Linked DNA regions of Drosophila melanogaster: region 1 is linked to region 2. A link is a contact called in public Hi-C data. All regions are on one chromosome and are shown on one strand. Each heading gives the region's core, a stretch centred on a gene start, on an enhancer-like site or on the middle of the called end of the contact. The rest is flanking DNA. Distances are from core to core; before and after follow the strand shown. Region 1 holds the start of CG32772. Region 2 holds the start of CG18273.

Region 1 (4,251 bases), core at 997-3,496, 4.4 Mb after region 2:
AGTGTAACATGTCTGCTAAGTTAGCAGTACTAACAGTGACAGCACTGTTCCGCCATATTGAAATAACCGTTAGGATTTTATTGGCGTGGCTTTATTTTTAAGTTTATAGCTTAGTTTAATATAATGGAGTGGTCGCTCATCATATCGATTCTGCTCAACTGCCTCTACGCCAGCGCCTCCGCGCTCGACGAGGATTGCCCCACCTTGGACGATGGGGACAGTTTGTCGCAAACACAGCTGCTGGATCGCTTAACCCATGGCTGCCGCTACGATCGTTTGGAACGACCCATAACTTATTCGGAAACTGGCCAGCGGCTACCGGTGGACGTCTATATGCGCGCCTACATCTACTTCATGCAGAACCTGGAAGCACACGATCTACAGTTCAAGATCTATGCGCTCCTCCAAATGCGATACCTCGATCCGCGTCTCAACTTTCGCAACGTAAGTCCCAAGCGCAGGCAGCCGATTTTGGGCGAGGAGCACCTGAGAAACTCGCTCTGGATGCCCCACATATTTCTAGCCAATGAGCGCGACTCCAGTATTTTGGGTGAGTACGGTAGAGTCTGGAGTAGACTCGTGCTTGATTGCAACTAATTGGTAGGTCTCACGGAGAAGGACATCCTCACCTCGATATCGCCCGATGGCACAGTGATCGTTTCGAATCGCATCAAGGCGACACTCTATTGCTGGCTCAACCTTAAGAAGTTCCCATTCGATGAGCAGCACTGCTCGACGGTGCTGGAGAGTTGGATGTACAATACGTCGGAACTGGTCCTCCACTGGGAGCAGAAGCGTCCGATAACCTACGATGGGGCACTGCATCTCACCGAGTTTGTGCTGCAGCGTTCCTGGTCAAACGAGACGGTAATCAATGCCGATTTGAGTGACCTGCGTCATGGAGCCTTTGCCGGCAACTACAGCTCCCTCAGCTTCACCGTTCACCTGACGCGAGTGGTTGGCTTTTACCTGATGGACTACTTTCTACCCTCCATGCTGATTGTGGCCATATCCTGGGTATCGTTCTGGCTGCAAGCAGATCAGGCGCCGCCGCGCATCACGCTGGGCACCAGCACCCTGCTGACATTCATTACCCTGGCCTCGGCACAGGGAAAGACTCTGCCAAAGGTTAGCTACATCAAGGTGTCAGAGGTGTGGTTCCTGGGCTGCACCATCTTCATATTTGGCAGCATGGTGGAGTTCGCCTTTGTTAACACGATTTGGCGTCGTAAGAAGAGTGTGCCCGTCAAGAAACTGAACAGCAAACACATCCTGAAGTCAACTCTATCGCCGAATCTGCTCAGACGACGCAGTCACGCCAGATCCAGATCCTTTTCGGGCACGGCTCTGCATAAGACAGCGGATACCGGCTCGCTGGGCGGTGCCGGTTTCAACAATTACCTAACCGTCAATTTGCCCATCACCACGATTAAGGAGGGCCAAGTTCTGGATCAGCAGAGGACCAGCCGCGTCGTCCAGAAGATGGATGTTAACTTTGTGGAGAGTGCCTTTGGATCCATGGGCTCTGCCCAGTCCACTGGAGCGATCAGTGCTGCCAGCAGCAGCCAAACTTTGACCAACAATAACCGAACGGAGAGCGCGGGGCACCAGGAGGAGATCGATCTGAGTGGCTGGACCACGCTAACGCCCCAGGAAATAGCCATGTGGATTGATAGTCGAGCCAGATTCGTTTTTCCGCTCTCCTTTCTCGTCTTTAATCTGTTTTTCTGGACATTTGTCTACTGTATTTAAAAAAAGGTCCATTTCATTTTATTATTAGATTACACAGTAGATTTAATATTGTGAAAAGTATCCAATTTAAAGTGTTTATTATTTGTACCCATCGTTTAGCATAGTTTGTTTAATTATTGTGAAAGTTTTGTATTATGTTTGTTTCACTTTGTTCTGTAAAATGATTTTATATTTATTCTGTTGTAAAATAAAGTTCATGATTCTATGGCTGCCTAAAAAACACCATCAATTATTTAAATAAAATAACCTATGATAAAATAAATCTTTCGGACTTGCAATTAAATATTAAATAAATAATAAATTAAAAAACTTGTTTTCAACAACGATTCCATTACCCGCCTCGTTTTCGATTACGGAAATCGATAGAAATATCGATAGGCCAGGCCAAGGAGCACCGGCCAAGCCAACCTGTGGGTTAGAGCAGCACAACTATACCGCGTATTCTTATCGTATTCGTTTTTTCCCCACACATACACACACACGGCTCACGCATACAGCGCAACAATAACATCGGGCCCCAAAAAAAAGGGAAAAAAGACGACGGACAAAAACTTCGTCGTGAATTGTAAAATACAAAAAAAAAACGCATTCGAACGCGCTGGTTTGTTTTTTTTTTCACGTGTAACTACGCCAAAAAAAGGGCAAAGGAATTAAGCAAAAAAAAGAAGCAGAACTTCGAAGCAGCAACAACAACAGCGCCGCATTTTTGCTTGTATGTGCAAGTGCAAGGCAAACATAAACAACGCGCGTGTGTGTGTGTACCACGAAAATATCGTATAAATCAAATTTCTATATCATTTATATAGTTTTTTTTTTGTTTTTGCCATCATAATATGCCATATAGCGATCACCGAAATCCAAACGCAAACCAAACTCCAAAAAGTTAGTTTCAAATACAACCACACATCGTTTGGATCGTGTTCACAAACTTATAGTAGGAAGGAAAAGGAAAAAGATAGAAAAAAAACGAACTAAATAATAATAAACGAAAAAGAAAAACGGCGCTGAATGTTAACCGGTAAAGATAGCGGTAAATTGCGAGGGAGAAGGACGACAACAACAACAACAACGACCGCAGAGGGGGCAAAAGTCAGCAACAAAGTGCATCCTCCTTCTCCTGCTCCCCATCCTATTCCTTATTTACTGTTATAATGGACACCATCTGTAGATTGTGCTTCCAAACGGCAACGGTATGTTAACAAAAAAAAAAAGATATACACACATGTGATTTAGGTATATACACTTTGTTATTTCTATTGATTTTTTTTCTTTTGGTGGAGTTTAAACAATTGAATTCGCGCTACTGTTATTGTGCGGGCGGGTTGTTGGCGCAGGGGGCGGGGTTCAAAAGCGCGCGCATTGCCCCCCTTTCCCCACACACATACAAACGCACACACACAGAAATAAGAAATACACATACACATGCGACCCCAAACTATTGCTGAACAATTTTTATTTTTAGCCAACTCAGCCCGAAAAGTTGTTCAAGCCGACAACTTGAAAAAATATTATTTTTACATTTTGCTTACGCTCGCCACTCGCTTTTCACTTTGACTCCTTTTCAACCTATTCCCCCGAACAGGCCCCCCTCTTTCAGCCCCCTCCCGCCGCCCATGAACCGCACAAAAAGAAATACATATTAAAACAAAATGACAGAAATTGCGCCAAGGCAGCCAAATACGCAGTGGCTGCGCGTTAATTTAGTGACAGAGGGTTTACTATATTGGGCATCTAAGCCCAAAAATTTAAAGTTAAGCGGTTATAAAACTAACAAAACAGATCTAACTTTGCTTGGTTTTTAGTTCATTATTTAAACAATTACCAAATAACCCCTTTTTTGTAGGCGACGCCTCTGCCGCCGCCGCTGGCAGAGCGGCGGCAAAGCAAAACAAAAAGCGAAAGAATAACAAAACGTTGTACCGAAGAAAAAAAATAACATGAAATGAAAACAACAACAACAAAGCAACGAGCTGCTGGTGCTGTTGTTATTGTAGTTTCTTTTCTTTCTTTTTCGCTCTCCATGTGTGCGTGCCTGTGTGTGTGCGTGTGTTTATCTTCTTGGCTCTTATTTCTAGTTGGTGGAAAAGAGAAAGGGCTAGTTGGCATGGAAGGGGGAGGGTATGTGTGGAATAAGATTGAGTTGCCACAATAAATAAAGAGCATTATTGGTTTTTTTTTTCCAATTGGAAGCACTCTCTAATTCACGTGTCCTGTTCTGTTCTATTCTATTCCCCCGCCCTACAGTTGTTCCAGGTGCCCGGCTATAGCATACCCACGTGCGTCCGCTGCTCGGAGCAGTTGACAAATAATTCCAACTTCCATCAGTCGGCGGCGGCCGCTGCAGCCGTCGCTGCCTCTGCCTCGGCCGCAGTTGCCGCCTCTGCAGCAGCGGCGGCCACCTCCTCGTCGACGGCCTCCTCCAGCGACAGCGACGCCATCGCGCAGCAGCAGCAGCATCAGAATCCGCAGCAGCAGCAGCATCAGAACTCGCAACAGCAA
Region 2 (4,443 bases), core at 1,576-4,075:
TGTTTAACGCAGCCAGTTGATCCTTAAAAAAGCCCGTGCAACTTGCAAGAAATGCTTCACTACCGGCACCCTGTCGGCGAATGCAACGTGCAAAAAGTGTTTCGTAGAAGCTCCAACCCACCGTCGAGCTGGTGGGGATAAGGCAAAGCAGTTCGCTTAGCCGCGGGAAGTAGCTGCATATGGGAAGCGGATGGCCGAAATGCATAAGATCTGCAAGCAAGTAGTTTATCCAACAAATGAGTTTGAAGTATAAATTCGATTAAATTATTTACCTATTAGTAGCTCCAGAATCTGATTGGCGTTCTCCTCCTGATGGCTAAGACTGAGATCCCTGTATAGAACAAAGATCACCAGCCAAAGGCGCGATCGAATGTTACGGGGCAACTGAGCCAATGGAAGGCCCTGCAGAGTCTTGACCAGTACCTGGGCTGGGGGCAAATGCAAGTCAATTTCCACCGACGCGTTATCCCTTAGGAATTGTGTCAGCGAGTTCTCCTCCACCTGCTCTTCCAGTTTCAGTTTCACCAATAGTGACCCCTTGGCCTTCGCTTCTTTGGCCTCTGCTCCATATTCCTTAAGCAGCTGCAATGTAAGGATCTCAATGCTCTCCGAATCATTTAGATGGGGTTCCAAGCTTTGATTATGTTTCCTTTGATGCAAACGGAGCTGCTTCTGTGGTCTGGAAAGCCGAAAGAGTTGATACGGTGGGACTAACTCAGCCAGGGCATCCGAACAATTGGCTCCCCTTTGATCCTTCAGCAACCAACCACTCTCAACAAGCTGCAGCTCCAAACGCTGCAATCTCAGCCGGCAGCAGTTCTTGCCAAAGTTGTACACCCTTTGCTGGATCAACGTCCACTCGGCGGTGGGCAGGAAACCCCTCAGCTGGACTGGCCGCTGGCTGGCGGGGAAACCATCTGGCCAGTAGTACGCCAATAGAAGCTCAAAACCGCTGGCTCTCTCAGTGCACTCCAGAAAGGCATTCATAAGCCGGCGGTTGTGCTCTTGGCGTAGTAAAAGCCGTCCGAACTGCTCCAGGACCTGGCAAGTGTGCTGTAGTTGTTGCTCCACTTGCAGCTGATAAAGTTGCACTTGCTCAGCCAGTCGAGTGCCGTTTAAGTATTGGCAAAGGAGCGCAGCATGCAGTTCCCGAGCAAAGTCCAGGTTTTCGGGCAGCACTTCTTTCGGCTGATCCTCCTCAAGCAGCTCCGCGAAGGAATGCAACAGACTTTTCCAAATCACCAGAGATGGTTTGCTCATCAGGTTGCTAATTAAACGAGTGAAAGCCACACCGGCTGAGTGGCTTGGCCACGTTTGGCACAGCTGCTTGAAAGCGTCATTGGCCGAAGGAGCTGTGGCTAAAGGGGTTCTATTAAAAATTATGCCTAGAAAGCGCTCCTCCAACTGATGGCCTTCAGCTTCAATAATTTTAGAGTCCTGGATGCGTCGCTTCTTAGCTTCATTAGGGGGAACATCCAAAGTGTACTTTCCCAACCATGCTCCTAGGACCTTGAGGAGATTGATGATGAACCGCTCTGCGCGACTAAGACGGCGAAACATGTCCAGCAGTAGAATAAGGTACTCCGAATACAGCTCCTCCACTTGGGCATTCTCCTTGGGAGTCGTGAGCATCCAAACGGTTATCTGGTAAACACTCTGCTCCAGCAGGAGAGGATTATACCGCAACGCAGAACAGAGAAGTATTAAAACCTCTTTTAAGTTGGACTTCTTGTACTCGCGCACCAAACGCAGCAGCTGATCAGAAACATAGGCAAACGCGGTGATCGATAGATTTTCCAATTTAAACTGCAGGGATACATTGTATTTACGCAGTGACATAAGGAAATGGGCGGTCAGTTGAAGCGATGACTGCGATAATGCCTCCGTGTTAAATATACACAGTAAGATGGTGCTGATGTTAGCTGTTTGGAAGCGATTATTCAGGACACTAGCCTCCAAAAGGATCAGGCTGACATGCAGCGGAAGGTCCTTAATCCGTGTGATGTCAAACTCCGCCTTGATTTGCTTTTCCAGCTCGGCCAGTTCGTCTAGGCATGAAGTTTTTAAGGTCAGATGCAGCTCCACAAGAGGACGAACAGTTTTCGAATTGTACTCTTCTAAAAGCTTTTCAGGCTCCTGAGAGCGGCGAACCATCTCTGTCAGCTGCTTGATCACAGGAACTACAAACTCTGCATCCCAGTGGTCTTGGCTCTCAGTCCGATCCTTGTTATCCTTGCGAAGTTCGACGCACTTTTGATGGCATCTGAACAGGCTGCCATAGCATTCGAATAGAAGCTTGTTGCTGGACCGCAAGGCATCCTGGAGCAGCTCAGAACTGAGAACCATGGGCAGGACTTCCAGTGCCGACTCGTTTGCGTTCTCCTCCCGGGAGACAATCTCGTAGAGAGCGTGAATCAACTGGCATTTCGTTGTCTGAGTAACCCAGCCAGGCTGCGCCCTCAGCCTCAGGAAATCCTTGAGTTGTTGGAAGGGTAAATCCTTGCACCCACCCAATGATTTCGCCAGCCAGTCGGCGATGACCTCGTACTTATTGAGGTAGGGGAACTCCACGGACTGCCATACCTTCAGAGCGAACTCAACACGTGCCGCGAACGGCTTGTTCGTTTCAGTCAGCCAGGACTTCAGCGCTGCAAATGGACGTGGAGCTTACTGACCTGGTCCATCGGAACGGTATTATAAAGCACTTACCCTCGCCTGTGTCCATGTTGCCTCGTCCAGTGAAGTACAAAAAAATGCAATCTCAAATCGAAATTTATTTTACTGCGGCACGTGCGGAATAAACAAAAAATTTATCGATACACCGATGCGATTTCGATATCGATTTGCGATATGCGTAAGCGCTGTTTGTAGCTGTTGTAGCTACGTCAAATCTGGCTATTTTATAGCCGCTACAGAAACACATTCTATTTTGAGTTCTTGGCCCAATTGGATATTAATATGGTTAATAGGTAGCCATAATACCTCGGTGGCTTTGTAATAAAATACCAACAGATTTGGCAAGTGGTGAGATTTGGTAGTGTTTTCGCTTCATATCAAGCTAAATTTGGACATTTTTAGCTATTTGTCAAAAACACTGCTGGAACAGCTGATCGTCCACCACCGAGAAAGAAGCAGAGCACCGTTACAGATTCGTGTTGTTTATTTTATAATTCGAATCATTTTAAAAAATCCACTGTTTTTTTTTGTACATTTCTGAATGAGACAAGAATCACAATGCTGTTAAACTGTACGAGGCTCACACACCTCTGCACGACTCTCCGGGTCAGGAAAAGCAGCCAAATAAGGTTGTCCACATCATATAATCACCATTTGGGCAGGTGCCTCCACCATCGAACCGCCCGGTCGCTTCAACACAGCCTTCCACCGCCGAACCGTTACCATAGCCACCTGCACCCAACACTCCGCATGCCGTGGTGGTGCATGCGACGTGGATTTGCACAGAGCAGCAAGTGGTTAGCCAGGAATGCAAAGGCGAACTTACCAACTGCAGTTGGAGCCGGAATCGTGCCCGCCCCCGTCAAAATGGGCAGATCCCAGTACGGCCGCCTGCTCAGCCTGACTAAATCGGAGAAATGGGTGCTGACAGGTTACTAGCATACAACGCATTTTGAAATTTCCCAAATCCTTATGTTCTTTATTTCTCAGCGGGCATTGGCTGTCTGGTAGTTTCTTCAGCTATCACCATGTCGGTTCCTCTGTTCCTGGGCAAGGTCATTGATGTAGTCTTTAATAAATCGGGCATGGATAGCGCAGCCATGGCCAAATTGGGCGAGTACTCGGTGCTGCTCTTCGGGATCTTCGTGCTGGGCGGATTCGCCAACTTTGCCCGCGTCCATCTGTTTGGGAATGCGGGTGAGTGGGATGTAGAAAACACACATCTCTAACACTGTGCTAGCCCTGGAAAGTCGTTCGACCTCATAAGATATGAACATCTTCTGGGAACTGTACCATCTTGGATTGTTTTACATTAATCAATTACGATTTAATGAACTGTGAAGTAGAATGCGTTTATTTTGACCACTTATTCGCTTTATACAAAGCATACGTTATAAGAACCAATTCATATAGGTCTTATGTCTACCTGTTTCTCGTTTCAGCTCTCCGAATAGTGCGCAGTCTAAGATCCCGGCTATACAGATCTATGCTTATGCAGGAGGTGGGTTGGTTCGATACCAAGGGCACTGGAGAACTAATAAATCGGCTGAGCAACGATACCTTAATGGTGGGCACCTCGTTGAGCCAGAACGTATCGGATGGTCTGCGATCTGTAGCCATGATCGGCGTCGGCACAGGCATGATGGTATGATATAACAAAAAGTGGTTTGCACTGCCCAAAACCTTATTTTATCCAGTTCTTTCATTGCAGATCTACACCTCCCCCCAGTTGGCTGCCGTGAGTGCCTTGGTGGTTCCCGCGATGGC

The links. A called contact is a pair of places that touch in the nucleus more often than the background predicts.
Region 1: a contact with region 2 is called in a Hi-C map of the Kc167 cell line, with 3 times the contacts expected there. The contact joins the promoter of CG32772 here to the promoter of CG18273 in region 2.

What each region holds. Positions count from the first base shown.
Region 1 is chrX:4,906,856-4,911,106 of dm6, forward strand. CG32772 reads left to right here and starts at 2,247. Exons shown (of 7, transcript NM_001297941.1): 1 at 2,247-2,464; 2 at 2,597-2,942; 3 at 3,997-4,251. The coding sequence starts at 2,904. It overlaps CG6927, which reads left to right and starts at 45. Exons shown (of 2, transcript NM_131966.2): 1 at 45-550; 2 at 605-1,966. The coding sequence starts at 124. The coding sequence ends at 1,752.
Region 2 is chrX:484,756-489,198 of dm6, forward strand. It overlaps CG18273, which reads right to left and starts at 2,826. Exons shown (of 6, transcript NM_130487.4): 1 at 2,710-2,826; 2 at 273-2,648; 3 at 1-210. The coding sequence starts at 2,725. CG3156 reads left to right here and starts at 3,123. Exons shown (of 6, transcript NM_130488.3): 1 at 3,123-3,607; 2 at 3,667-3,873; 3 at 4,119-4,321; 4 at 4,388-4,443. The coding sequence starts at 3,235. It also overlaps asRNA:CR45797.